Regions from separate parts of the Mus musculus genome. Here region 2 is linked to region 1. A link is a contact called in public promoter capture Hi-C data. All regions are on one chromosome and are shown on one strand. The core of a region is the stretch at or near the end of the contact, and the rest is flanking DNA. Distances in the headings are between cores, read along the strand shown. Region 1 holds the start of Taf10 (TATA-box binding protein associated factor 10). Region 2 holds the start of Tmem9b (TMEM9 domain family, member B).

Region 1 (6,095 bases), core at 2,557-5,056:
TTACACTTCCAGATCACATCCGTCACTGAAGGAAATCAGGACAGAAACTCAAGCAGGGCTGGAACCTGGAAGCAGAAGCTGATGAAGAGGCCAGGGAATGGTGCTGCTTACTGGCTTGCTTCCCATGGCTTGTTCAGCCTGCCATCTTATAGAACCCACGACCATCAGCCCAGGGATGCCACCCTCCACAATGGGCTGGGCCCTCCCTCATTGATCACTAATTGAGAAAATGTCCTACAGCTGGATCTCATGGAGGCATTTCCTTAACTGAGCTTCCTTTGTCTCTGATGACTCTTGTATCAAGTTGACAACACAAAACTAACCAGCAAGTACATTCACTATCTGAATACTGTCTTCTCCTCAGCCCCTATGTTACTACAGTTGGAGGAACCTCCTTCAAGAATCCTTTCCTCATCACAGATGAAGTAGTTGACTATATCAGTGGTGGAGGCTTCAGCAATGTTTTCCCACGGCCTCCCTACCAGGTTTGTGGATATTCCTGTGGATATCTGGAGGTTGAAGGTGATGGGTGGGGCTCAGTCCTGCAGCTTGCTGAGCAGGCTGCTGGCCAATACTCATACTCAGAAATGTCCTTCAGGAGGAAGCAGTGGCCCAGTTCTTGAAATCCAGCTCTCATCTACCACCATCCAGTTACTTCAATGCTAGTGGCCGTGCCTACCCAGATGTTGCCGCACTATCTGATGGCTACTGGGTGGTCAGCAACATGGTCCCCATTCCATGGGTATCTGGAACCTCGGTAAGAATCAGCTCTGCTCTAAACGCTCTACTCAGGAACTACCCTCGCTCCTCCACCTACACAATCTAAACGCTCTACTCAGGAACTACCCTCGCTCCTCCACCTACACAATCTAAACGCTCTACTCAGGAACTACCCTCGCTCCTCCACCTACACAATCTAAACGCTCTACTCAGGAACTACCCTCGCTCCTCCACCTACACAATCTTGAACCCAGAACCCCCGACTCCTTGGAGACTCCTGATCTTTGCAAGCATCATCCCTTAGAAGTCCAATCCCTCTAAAACCCTAACCTATTCTTGCATCTTCATCTTGCAGGCCTCTACTCCAGTGTTTGGGGGAATTTTATCCTTGATAAATGAGCACAGAATCCTCAATGGCCGCCCTCCTCTTGGCTTTCTCAACCCCAGGCTCTATCAGCAGCATGGGACAGGACTCTTTGATGTGAGTATTGGAGGAAAGAGTGTGGATGTTGTCATAGGATATGAGAAGGGCTCTGGTGAACTTCGGCATTTTCACTATCTATGATTGCCTCTGTGATATGACTATAAATAAGGTGCAGTCTAGGAGCTGGTACCAGCAGGCCCAGACCTGATGCCATCATCTCCTCCCAGGTAACCCACGGCTGCCATGAGTCCTGTCTGAATGAAGAAGTGGAGGGTCAGGGTTTCTGCTCTGGTCCTGGCTGGGATCCTGTGACAGGTTGGGGAACACCCAACTTCCCAGCCCTACTGAAGACCCTGCTCAACCCTTGACCCTTTCGTGCCATGACGAGAAAGCAGAACTGTTCCCTGTACTAAAAGGGAAGGCTCAGTTTCTTGTTATTCCTCGATAGAAGCCCTGCTGAACTCCTGTTGCCTGCTGCAGATAGCTTCTCCCTAACCCTCAGATGCTGTGAACAGGACTCAACTCTCAATCCTACTGTGTGCCATCAAACTCAGGTCTCCAAACTTCTACTTCAAGATCCTCAACAAGATGCTATAACCAGCATATTTTGTCTCACCCCAACCCCATCTCTCCTTCCTCTTTCCAGCTTGAGATGTGAAAGCAGGGCAAGAAGGTTCAGTCTTCCATTACTGACACTAGCAGGTCCACCCAACGCTTACCACCTCTGCACTGACCGTACACTCTATTTCTCTTCGGGTTTGCTTTTCCGTTCACTGAAGTGAGACCTTTGACTAATCGTTTTGTCTTTCTTCTCTCGGCACTGAAGTACAATGGTCTCCCCAATGTTTTATCCAGTTATACCCTTTTCAGTGTTTGTTTTATGGGTTTTCTTATTTAAGAACAGGTTGTCAAAAAACCATTAAAAAAAAAAAAGAAAAAGAACACATTGGCTGCAATCTATTTAACTATATAACTATTCTAAGGAAAGTTAAAAATTGAAAACTTAAAATGTTTGAAATGTTCTCATTGGCAAAATTCCTCAACAAAATAAATAGGTCATTACAAATTTTGCTTTAAATTTTTGCTTGAGTGATTTTTTTTTTTGTAAAGTGTTTTAAAATTTACATTTTATTTTCCCCTTCTCAGCTACACCAAAGCAACATTCAGGTTTTAATTTCAACTGTCAGACATTACAAACATCTAGCTTCTGTGAACCTGGGTGTTTGTTCTTTCCATCAGTTTCCCATTTATCCTTTTTCCTCAGTGACCCCCCTCTGACCACACTAATCAGCCCCCTTTTCTGCTGACTCCAGGGATGCTGTGTTCATTGTTCCATTCTTAGTTTCTTGCTCTTATCATTTTATTATCATCCCTTGACAGATCACTGACATCTATACCCACAGTGAGTGATACCTCAAATGTGAGATACCTCGTTACTTCATCTCCCTCCAGCCCAGACCTAAACTATTTCATCTCTTAATCTATGATATAATGCCTCTTTCAAACAAGCCAGAAACCTATAACTCTTAACTCTCATCTTTTTCACCTCCTTACTAACTTCAAAAAGTTTTCTTGACTGCCTCTCAAGTATATCTTTATCGGCTAGTGTGGTGATGCACACCTTTAATCCCAGCACTCAGGAGACAGAGGCCAGGCAAGTCTCTGAGTTTGAGGCCATCCTGGTCTATATAAAGAGTTCCAGACAAGCCAGGCCTACATAGTCAGACCATGTCTCAAAAATACACATATGTGCACACACACACATGCACAAAATACTGCATTATCTTTGAGCCCATGTTCTTTTTTCTTCTAAACTGCAGGAAGCACTTGGGGAGAGGAAAGGCTTCCGAAGCCCCTCATCTTCCAAACCAAGCAGTCTATGTATTTGTGCAAACCCTTCAAAGATTACTGGGTAAAAGTCAGAGACATTGAAACTTGCCTTCAAAATCGGGAAATAAACATTGCTAATGTCTCACACTTGGAATTAAGCAATGAATGTTAGTTTCCCTTTCTTCTTTGCACTGCACCTACATGTAGCTGGGAAACAATCATACAGTATTGAAATTGTCAGTTTGTTTGCCTTCCTTTTCCAGACAGTCGGTGCTAGTGAACTAGAATCTGATTCTTAACTTTGTATTCCTAGGTCCCAGCCCAAATAGAAATTAAATAAATGACTGTTTAAAAAAAAAGTCTGTTGTATTGTAAATGTGTTTCACACAAGACTTTGGCATGCTATTTCTTCAGGGTAAAACACCCATCTCTACATTTACAGAGGTACTCTCCTAAGCCCGTTGTGGGTGGGAGGGACACACATCAAATCCACTGCAACCCTTAAAAGACCATGAAAGGGAACTACAAAGAATGCATGAAGACCGTCAGGAGACTGGTAATGAAGTGTCTGGCAGATGAGTCCCCAAGCCAGGTCGTTGAACGAACCCAGATAAAGTATTCAGTCCTGGATGCTCTGCGGCCCCACCCGGGCCGGGGTGGAACCGCAGGGTGGCAGCCACATCTCACACAGCTCGCCTCCGCCTTGAAGTCTACACCTCATCCACTAACAGCCAACCTAAGGTCGCCCGCGGCAGCTTAGAGTGGTGGGCGGGAACTGTAACGTCACGCAGCGTGCGCCTGGGCGAGCGGAAGCGGAAGCGGCTCTGTTCGCCGCCTTTCCCACCGGCCCCATGAGCTGCAGCGGCTCCGGCGCGGACCCCGAGGCGGCGACCGCCTGTGCCGCCTCGGTCGCGGGTCCGGCACCCCTGGTGTCGGCTCCCGCTGCGCTGCCCACTAGCACGGCCGCGGAGAGCAAGGCCAGCCCCGCGGGGACAGCAGGGGGCCCCGTGGCTGGAGTCGCCACTGCGGGCACGGGCCCCGTGGCGGCACGGGCAGGGGAGCCGGCAGAGCGGCGCGGGCCAGGTGAGGGAGGGCCGGGCCGGGTGAGGGAGGAGGGCATCTCGGACTAGGTGCCGGGGCAGGGGAACCCTGCGCCTCTCACCTGTGCTGTTGATTCTCCTTCAGCTTCGGTGGCAGCGGGCGGCGCGGCTCCCCCGGAGGGGGCAATGTCTAACGGGGTTTACGCCCTACCGAGCGCGGCCAACGGAGAAGTGAAGCCCGTAGTGTCCAGCACACCTCTAGTGGACTTCTTGATGCAGTTGGAGGATTACACACCTACGGTGCGCTTCCCACCTGAACAAGGCCACCTGGCTCGCTGTCAATGCCTTTGAACCACACCTTCGTTCTTTCAAGCTTTCTCTGCTATGAAGCCATCTCTTTTGTTGTTTGTTTTTTCGCGACAGGGTTTCTCTGTGTAGCCCTGGCTGTCCTGGAACTCACTTTGTAGACCAGGCTGGCTTTGAACTCAGAAATCCGCCTGCCTCTGCCTCCCAGGTGCTGGGATTAAAGGCGTGTGCCACCACTGCCTGGCATGAAGCTATCTCTTTAGTCCTCCGTCCCAGCCAGCGCATCAATAGGCAGATCTAACACTGATGGCTGTTTAATTTGATTTTTCAGATCCCAGATGCAGTGACTGGTTACTACCTGAACCGCGCTGGCTTTGAAGCTTCAGACCCACGCATGTGAGTAAACTCGGAGCAGGTTAGACTGTTGAGTGCTAGGTGGAGTTTGCTAAATATTCTCATTACTACCACCCTCTTCCTCTCTAGAATTCGGCTCATCTCACTAGCTGCCCAGAAATTCATCTCAGATATTGCCAATGATGCCCTACAGCACTGCAAAATGAAGGGCACAGCCTCTGGCAGCTCCCGGAGCAAGAGCAAGGTGTGAGAGGCTCACCTTCCACTGCAGTACAGGCCTAACTTATCCTGAAAGCCTTTTGGGGAAGCAGAATCCTAGGGGAGGTATTGGGCCTGCTCAGGGTCACCCACAAAGGATTGGAGTCTGCACTTGTGCTCAGCTGGTGGTCTTCCCTCTTTCCCCCAGGATCGCAAGTACACCCTAACCATGGAGGACTTGACCCCTGCCCTCAGCGAGTATGGCATCAATGTGAAGAAGCCGCACTACTTCACCTGAGCCACGCAACCCAGATGTATTTGTCTTTCCCTCTGTCCCCACACGAGCCTGTTTTCATAATAAACTTTATTGTGACAGGCGGGGCTGATCCCTCCCATGTTGGGAGACATCATGTGGCAAGTGACAAAGCTCTGAGCCCAGCCCCTTTTGGGGCTACAGTGGTAGGGATGGGAGCAGGGAACAAGTCCCATAACTGGGGTAGTACCATGATTAGAGACAGGGGAGGCAACCAGAGGTCTTTAACTTTGGAGAAGTGTACTCCCCCAGCCATGTTTTGACACTTCTGGAGTTTGGGCAAGGACCTGAAGGTCCTACTTGTCCTGCATCTTCTCCAAGATAGGCACAATCATGTCAAACTTGGGTCGCTTTGCAGGGTCTTCATTCATGCAAATCTTCATGAGCTTACACACATGGGGGGAAATACCTGGTGGGATGGTAGGCCGAAGGCCTTCCAGTGCCACCTGCAAATTACAAGGAATAAGGTGAGCTTCAGAATTTGAGTTCATCATATGGGTAAAAGCCTTTGATCCTTGAATGGTAAGATTACTATTTATCTGTATAAACTGCTGGAAGCGCTTACCACAGTGCTTGTCAGTACCACCACCCCTAAACAAGTATCTGTAGTTCTGTGCTCACCTTCATCCCAATCTCCATATTAGAGAGGTCAGCAAAGGGCACCTCTCGTGTCACCAGTTCCCACAGAAGCACCGCGAAACTCCACATGTCTGCTGAGCGTCTGTTTGTGTCTTCAGGCTTCTTCTGCAGGGCTAGAAGGAATAAGGCTTACTATTCCAGCTTCCTAACCTGTCTAGTCTGTACCTCATCTATTGTTATTCAGCTGGTTCTTTTCAATTTCCCATACGATGCCTTTACCTACCTTCAGGGGCCACCCAGGCAGGCGCATACATGCGCCCAGGGCACTGGA
Region 2 (6,095 bases), core at 1,836-4,335, 4.0 Mb before region 1:
GAGCTGCGGTGTGCAGGGGGCTGGGCCTTAAAAAATATTAGACTTCTAGATTTTTTTTTTTTTTTTTTTGGTCTGTGTTTTGAGACAGCGTTTCCCTGGCTATCCTGTAGACTGGGCTGGCTCAAATTCACAGAGATCCACCTGCCTCTCATTCCCAATTGCTAGGATTAAAACTGTGTGTTACCGCCCCTGGCTAGAGATCTAGATTTTTATCAGATCCATAAACAAAAGAATTTCTAAACGCAGCCATGTATAAAATAGCAGCGCCTGTAACTTCTGCAAGTGTCAACTTCTTCAGAAGTCACCTTGATTCAGCTTGCCACGTTCTTAGAGGCGTCATCAAAATTCCCCAGGGATCTGGAACTATCATCTCGTTAGTAAGTAGCAAATGGTGCTTCTCCATCTAGACTGTTTGGGCGGCTTCAGCCAGTCTCTAGTCAGACTAGTCAGACTGCCTGCACCAAGCTGGTTTAGGATGCTGGGAAACATTTCTGTCAGCTGTTTTATCTCAGTGCGGCCTGGAATGGTGAAGGTGTTTGCTACCAGAGACGCCTGAACTTTAGAGTTGCTAAAATGGATCAGTTTCTTGGTTTTTAAACATGTTCACCTCTTCATTATCAGTTGCTAACTTCTTTAAGGAGAACTGCAGTTTTTATCATCGGCTGTGGCTGTCCTATGAACCACCTTCTTTCTGTGGGAGGTGCCTTTCCCAACAATGCAAACATGTGCCTGCAGATTGGCAAGTTTTTCCTGGTTCATGATTGTTTCATCTTGTTAGTGAAAATGGGGCTGTGTGGGAGGACTAGGGTTCGTGCTCAGGGGGTCCCAGGCAGACAAGCTGAGAGAAAGGACACACATGGAGACATGATCCAATACATTCAAAATATTTAAATTTTAACCACTATTTCAATTTTTAATTTTGCGTGTATGAGTGTTTCGAAAAATGTACACATGTGTACCATATGTGTCAGTGCCACTGGGAAACAGAAGAGCGGACCCAATCCCCTGGAACCAGAGTTACAGAAGGTTGTAAGCTGCCACGTGGATGGTGCAAACCAAACTTCAATCTTCTGCGAGAGCAGCAAGGGCTCACAACTGCTGAGTCAGCTCTGCAGCCCCAACTTTAATCAGTATTTTAAAATAAAAAGATTTTGTTTACCTTGTATTGACCTCGAAATACAGCATACAACACTCGATTTAGATTCCTCGCAATCAAATATTTGATTGCCACATGTAGCTCTAAAGCTCTGCCCATACTGAGTGTTATGTGGTCTTCTTCATTAAACAGATGAGGTGGGCCTGACTTGGTGGCCCATACCTGTAGTCAGTTATTAGGGAGCCTGAGGGAGGGGAATCTCTTGAGCCCACTAGTTTGAGACAGCATGGACAAAGAGAAGAAAATAACTGAAAATAACCCACCAGCCTGAGGCATTGCTGCAGTCCTTTATCTCTGTACCCCCCCCCCATCAAATCTCTGAAAAGAATTCTTTTTCTTTGTTTCTCCTTCTTCGTTTTCTTTCTTCCTCCTCCTCCTCCTCTTCCTCCTTCCTCATTTTCCTTCTCCTCCTCTTTCTCTTTCTCCTCCTTTTTGTGACACAGGGTCTCTCCATGTAGCCTGTCCTGGAACTCACTTTGTAGACCAGACTGGCCTTGTCTCAGAGATCTGCCTGCCTCTGGGATCAAAGGCATCCAACGAGCATTGGCTCTGAAAAGAATTTTGAAGGAGGGTTCCTATGCTTTATCTGAAGGACATGTCAGACATACAGCTCTAAACTGATCCAAACTGGCTACTAAGTCAGCTTTTAGCAATCAGATCTAAATACCTCACCAACAAATTTTATCCTGACAGCCCTGCGATTAGTAGGACACCCCTTAGAAGGACAATTATCCCCACTGTGACAGGATGATCTACAATACCTCACCAACAAATTTTATCCTGACAGCCCTGCGATTAGTAGGACACCCCTTAGAAGGACAATTATTCCCACTGTGACAGGATTGTCACAAGAACTGGTGCGAAAGCATCTAGTCCTTTGGGCTAGTTGCCATTTAGGACTAAAAAAGGGCTAAATACATTTAATGCAATAGCACTTTGTGTTAGATTCTAGTCTAGTATCGACAAGAATCACATAGCAGAAAAACGCTGCGAAATTTCTACCTGTAAATTAAGAAAGACATTTCCACCAACCAGGAAAGGACCACTTGAAGGGGCGGGGTGGGGGTGTCTTATAAGTAAAAATTGAAAATCATAAAACTTAATCCCCTTTTATTGAAAGGAAGTGATTTTCCCTTATGACATTCAGCAAATCCCTAAGGGCTGTGATGAGCACGCTGCATCCCTTTCTCTACCCCCAGAGTCTCTACTAAGTGGAAAAAATATTTTAATGAGCAGCTCTATGTTCTCTCCAGGGTGCTCCTGAAGTATCTACAGAAAAAGACACCCCATGGAGTAGGGTCTGCGCTCCCAGAACTGACTGAGAGGTCAACTGTTTTAAATAGGCACTGCCTCACAGGAGCTTGGCTCCTGGATTCTCCACCTCCAGGAGTCCTGGGCGGGGGATGCTCCAGGGGCGTCCGCATCTTGCAAAGCCTGACTTGAGCCAGCCCAGATTCGCCGCCGTGGCCCACTTCCCAGTCCTAGACTGGACCAAGGCTGTCAGCCCCTAGTGGAAGCCACACCCGCGTGGACAGCTCACAGTTACTGTTGGGAGCCGGGCAGGAGTCTGTGTCCTGGAGGCGCACGGACCGCAGGTTCGTACTGAAGCCCCGGTGCGGAGCCTCGAGCCTCCATCGCCGGGTGGGCTTCCGATCTAAGGACGCTCGGGCTCTTCTGGTCAGGTCTCCTGAACAGCACCCTCTCGGCCTTCGCAGTTCCCGGGGATGGGGTTCACCCGGCCTGCGGGACTAGATCCGCATGGCCTGCTCCCTTGGGGTGCAGGATTCGCCAGCTCTGGCCGGGGAAGACCCCCAGCCTTTAGTGCACCCCCGGGGCCGCGACCGTGGCGGGCCTTGTGCACCCGGAACCGTTTCCGGGGCGGAGGCTTTCTCGCAGCTGACCCGGCGCGGACGGTGACGCGCAGGCCCAGGCGGAAGTGCGGGCGGAGGATCCCGAGCCGGATCCCGAGCCGGGCGCGGGGCTCGGGGCTCGCAGGAGCGGCTGGCTCCCGCGATGGCGAGCCTATGGTGCGGAAACCTGCTGCGGCTGGGCTCGGGGCTCAGCATGTCCTGCCTGGCGCTGTCGGTGCTGCTGCTCGCGCAGCTGACAGGCGCCGCCAAGGTGAGTCCCGCCCCGCCCGGCTCCTGACAGGAGCTCCGCCCCTGCCTCTGGCCTGGCAGAAACTGGGGCTGACCACTTGCTCCCCACTCTCCGGTCTCCCAATCCGACAGCCAAATCCCCCCGACCCCGCTTCACAGCCCGGGCTGGCCCTCTCTAGAGCATCCTAAGCCTTAGCCCCAAACAGTGCCAGAGCGGGGTCTATAACCCTCTGCCTCTTGACATTTCCCTTCCCAGCCCCGACGGGACACACCCGGAACTTTCCAGCCCTGGGAGCTTTGAACTTTCCACCCTTAAACTTGGGCAGCTCTCAGCCCCCAATCCAAACGGTGGGAAACCCTCATCTCCCTGAAATCTTCTCTAGTAGGGACTAGCTCCCCTCACCCTCATCTCCCCGAAGTCTTCCCTACTAGGGACTAGCTCCTCTCAACTCATTGATAAGCAGATTCCCTTGCCATGGTGGGGGCTCGAATCTCATGGCAACTACCCGTTCCCAGAAGGACCTGTAGGGCCACCCCACTAGCCTGATACTCTCACCAAGATCCCCTCCAGGAAAACACACACACACACACACACACACACACACACCCCTCTTCTGATAATTTACTAGCCTAGGAGAGAGGTGACAGGAAGTTGTGTCCTATTCCTCACTGTGTTTCTAAACCTTTTGGTCCCCATATATTTTCTGGTGACCCAGAGCTGTTCTGGCCCAAGAAAACATGTGCTTTCCTCCCAGTGGGCTAACTAATTTTGGGGCAAAATAGAAAGACTCCACGGTGTAGTGGGAAATAGTGACACTGCATTTTTAAAAAGTTTTATAATATTTTTAAATGTTATAAAGGGCTGGGAAAGATAGGTCACAGGTAGGCAGGTGTTTTTGAGCAATTTGGTTTTTTTTTTTTTTTCAGTCTTTCTGGTGTCATCAGAAATAGGGACAGCAAAAAGTTTCCCAACTTTTGAAATACTTCTAGTATGGACTCTCTGTATGGATGTCAAACATTACCATTTTATGTAGTGTATCATGATATAAACATCCGTCTCCCCTTGATAGGATTTGTCCCAGGAAACAGGAGCTGTGTCTTTTGCTTCTCTGAGTCCTCCTCATTGAGCACAGGCTCTGGCACAGTGGTTACTGATACATTTAGGACCTGTCAACAGCTCTGCCAGACATTTCATTGTACCTAGGAGTGGTGGATATGTCTCAGTGGGGACTAATGAGCCACAGCCTTCTCGAATAAACAACCCTTTGCTGAGAAAGCATCTCTTGGATTTATGCAGCATTTAATGCCTGCTTGCTTTGCCTCCTGAAACTCGTATTGCTAGGAGTTGCTTTTCTTGTCAACCATGGATTGCCAGACAAGTTTCCTGGGGGACAATGGGAAGATTCAAACTACTTTCCCTTTTGACTTCCCTTCTAGCACTGGCTGAGTGCCCCTCAATCTTCATCCTGTTTATAGCTCACTCAGCCCCTTTTATCCATGCCCAGTGCCTTTCTCCCAAAAGGAAAAAGTTAGAAAAGAAGAAATTAGAAGAATTCTGACTCTCCTCACCCTATTGTGTTACAGATTGAATTGGCCTTATGCATGCTAAGCGTATGTGTTAGCACTGAGCTAAACCCATCCCCAGCCTACACCTGTGACTTGCTTATAAATAATCTTTAATTCCCTTCTCCCCAATCCCTTCATATCCGAATATCTCTTTGTAGGCCCTATTGCCTGTCATGATATGCTTTTCTAGTGGCAGGTAGATGATAATAACACAATTGATTGTCATGCAATTCATAAATGAGTTTAATAAGGCACAGATAGTGTCTTACAGATTTTAGGAACTTGTATCTCTCAAACCTAAATCTTTATAATGGTTTTAGAATATCTGACAGGGATACTTAGCAAAATGTACATGTGTAGATTTAAAAAAAATATTGACGATAAACTATAAAGAAGTTATAGTGTTTTCACTTTTATTGCAGAATTTTGAAGATGTGAGATGTAAATGCATCTGCCCTCCCTATAAAGAGAATCCTGGGCACATTTATAATAAGAATATATCTCAGAAAGATTGGTAAGTGTCTCGGACCAAGGTATCACCTGCTACATAAACCGTGGCTCCTACTGTTAACTCAGACTGTTCTTATGATGTCTCATTTTGTTCCTAAGCAGAAGTGTCAGATCTTAGACTGGGGTCCTGAGTGTCTGATACAAGTCTAAAGGAATACTGTAGCCTAAACAGAAAGCTCTAGGCCGGGGAGGTTTCATTTCAGATGGGACTGAGTTTATTGTACTAACTACCAATAGCTACTCTCTTGTGCCCTCTTAAACTTTGGTCAGGGATCTTTCTCCCTCTTTTCAGTGAAAGGCAAATTGAGCCTTCTTTATCTGATGTATAAATTTTTTTAATCACTTAAAATATTTGTGTGTGGTCATGTCCACAACGGGTATCTGTGGAGGTCAGAAGAGGATATTGAATTCTCTGGAGCCAGTGTGATAGCTGCTTGTAAGATGACCAACTCCGGTGCTGGGAACTGAACTCCTTCCTGTCCTCTGCAGCAGTAGCTAGCACACTTAACTAACCAAGCCATCTCTCCAGCTCCTGGTCTATAATTTTACAGCTCCTACTGTGAATGGGAGTAGGGGGTTGTTTGGTTTGGGGTTTGCTTTTGCTCTGTGTTTTGAGACAAGATCTTACTATGTAGCCCAGATCAGCCTGGCACTGTTTTGTATACCTGTTGGCTTCAAGCTCCTGCTCCTCTTGCCTCTACTCCCCAGGCACAGTTTGTAAGTTTTGAGGACAGAGTGCCAAATATTGGAGGCTCTATTTAAGT

Evidence for each region. Promoter capture Hi-C pulls out the DNA fragments that hold promoters and counts their contacts.
Region 2: a promoter capture Hi-C map of the HPC-7 cell line shows a contact between it and region 1. The contact joins the promoter of Tmem9b here to the promoter of Taf10 in region 1. A contact is called at or near these places in 2 of 39 promoter capture datasets (the HPC-7 cell line and cranial neural crest).

What each region holds. Positions count from the first base shown.
Region 1 is chr7:105,742,049-105,748,143 of GRCm38.p6, reverse strand. Taf10 (TATA-box binding protein associated factor 10) reads left to right here and starts at 3,806. Exons shown (of 5, transcript NM_020024.3): 1 at 3,806-4,057; 2 at 4,160-4,314; 3 at 4,652-4,716; 4 at 4,804-4,918; 5 at 5,081-5,250. The coding sequence starts at 3,826. The coding sequence ends at 5,170. It overlaps Tpp1 (tripeptidyl peptidase I), which reads left to right. Exons shown (of 13, transcript NM_009906.6): 10 at 365-485; 11 at 599-757; 12 at 1,076-1,201; 13 at 1,372-3,333. The coding sequence ends at 1,512. Ilk (integrin linked kinase) reads right to left here. Exons shown (of 13, transcript NM_001161724.1): 11 at 6,048-6,095; 12 at 5,807-5,937; 13 at 5,219-5,631. The coding sequence ends at 5,482.
Region 2 is chr7:109,749,253-109,755,347 of GRCm38.p6, reverse strand. Tmem9b (TMEM9 domain family, member B) reads left to right here and starts at 3,085. Exons shown (of 5, transcript NM_020050.1): 1 at 3,085-3,277; 2 at 5,244-5,335. The coding sequence starts at 3,170. It also overlaps the pseudogene 4930431P19Rik.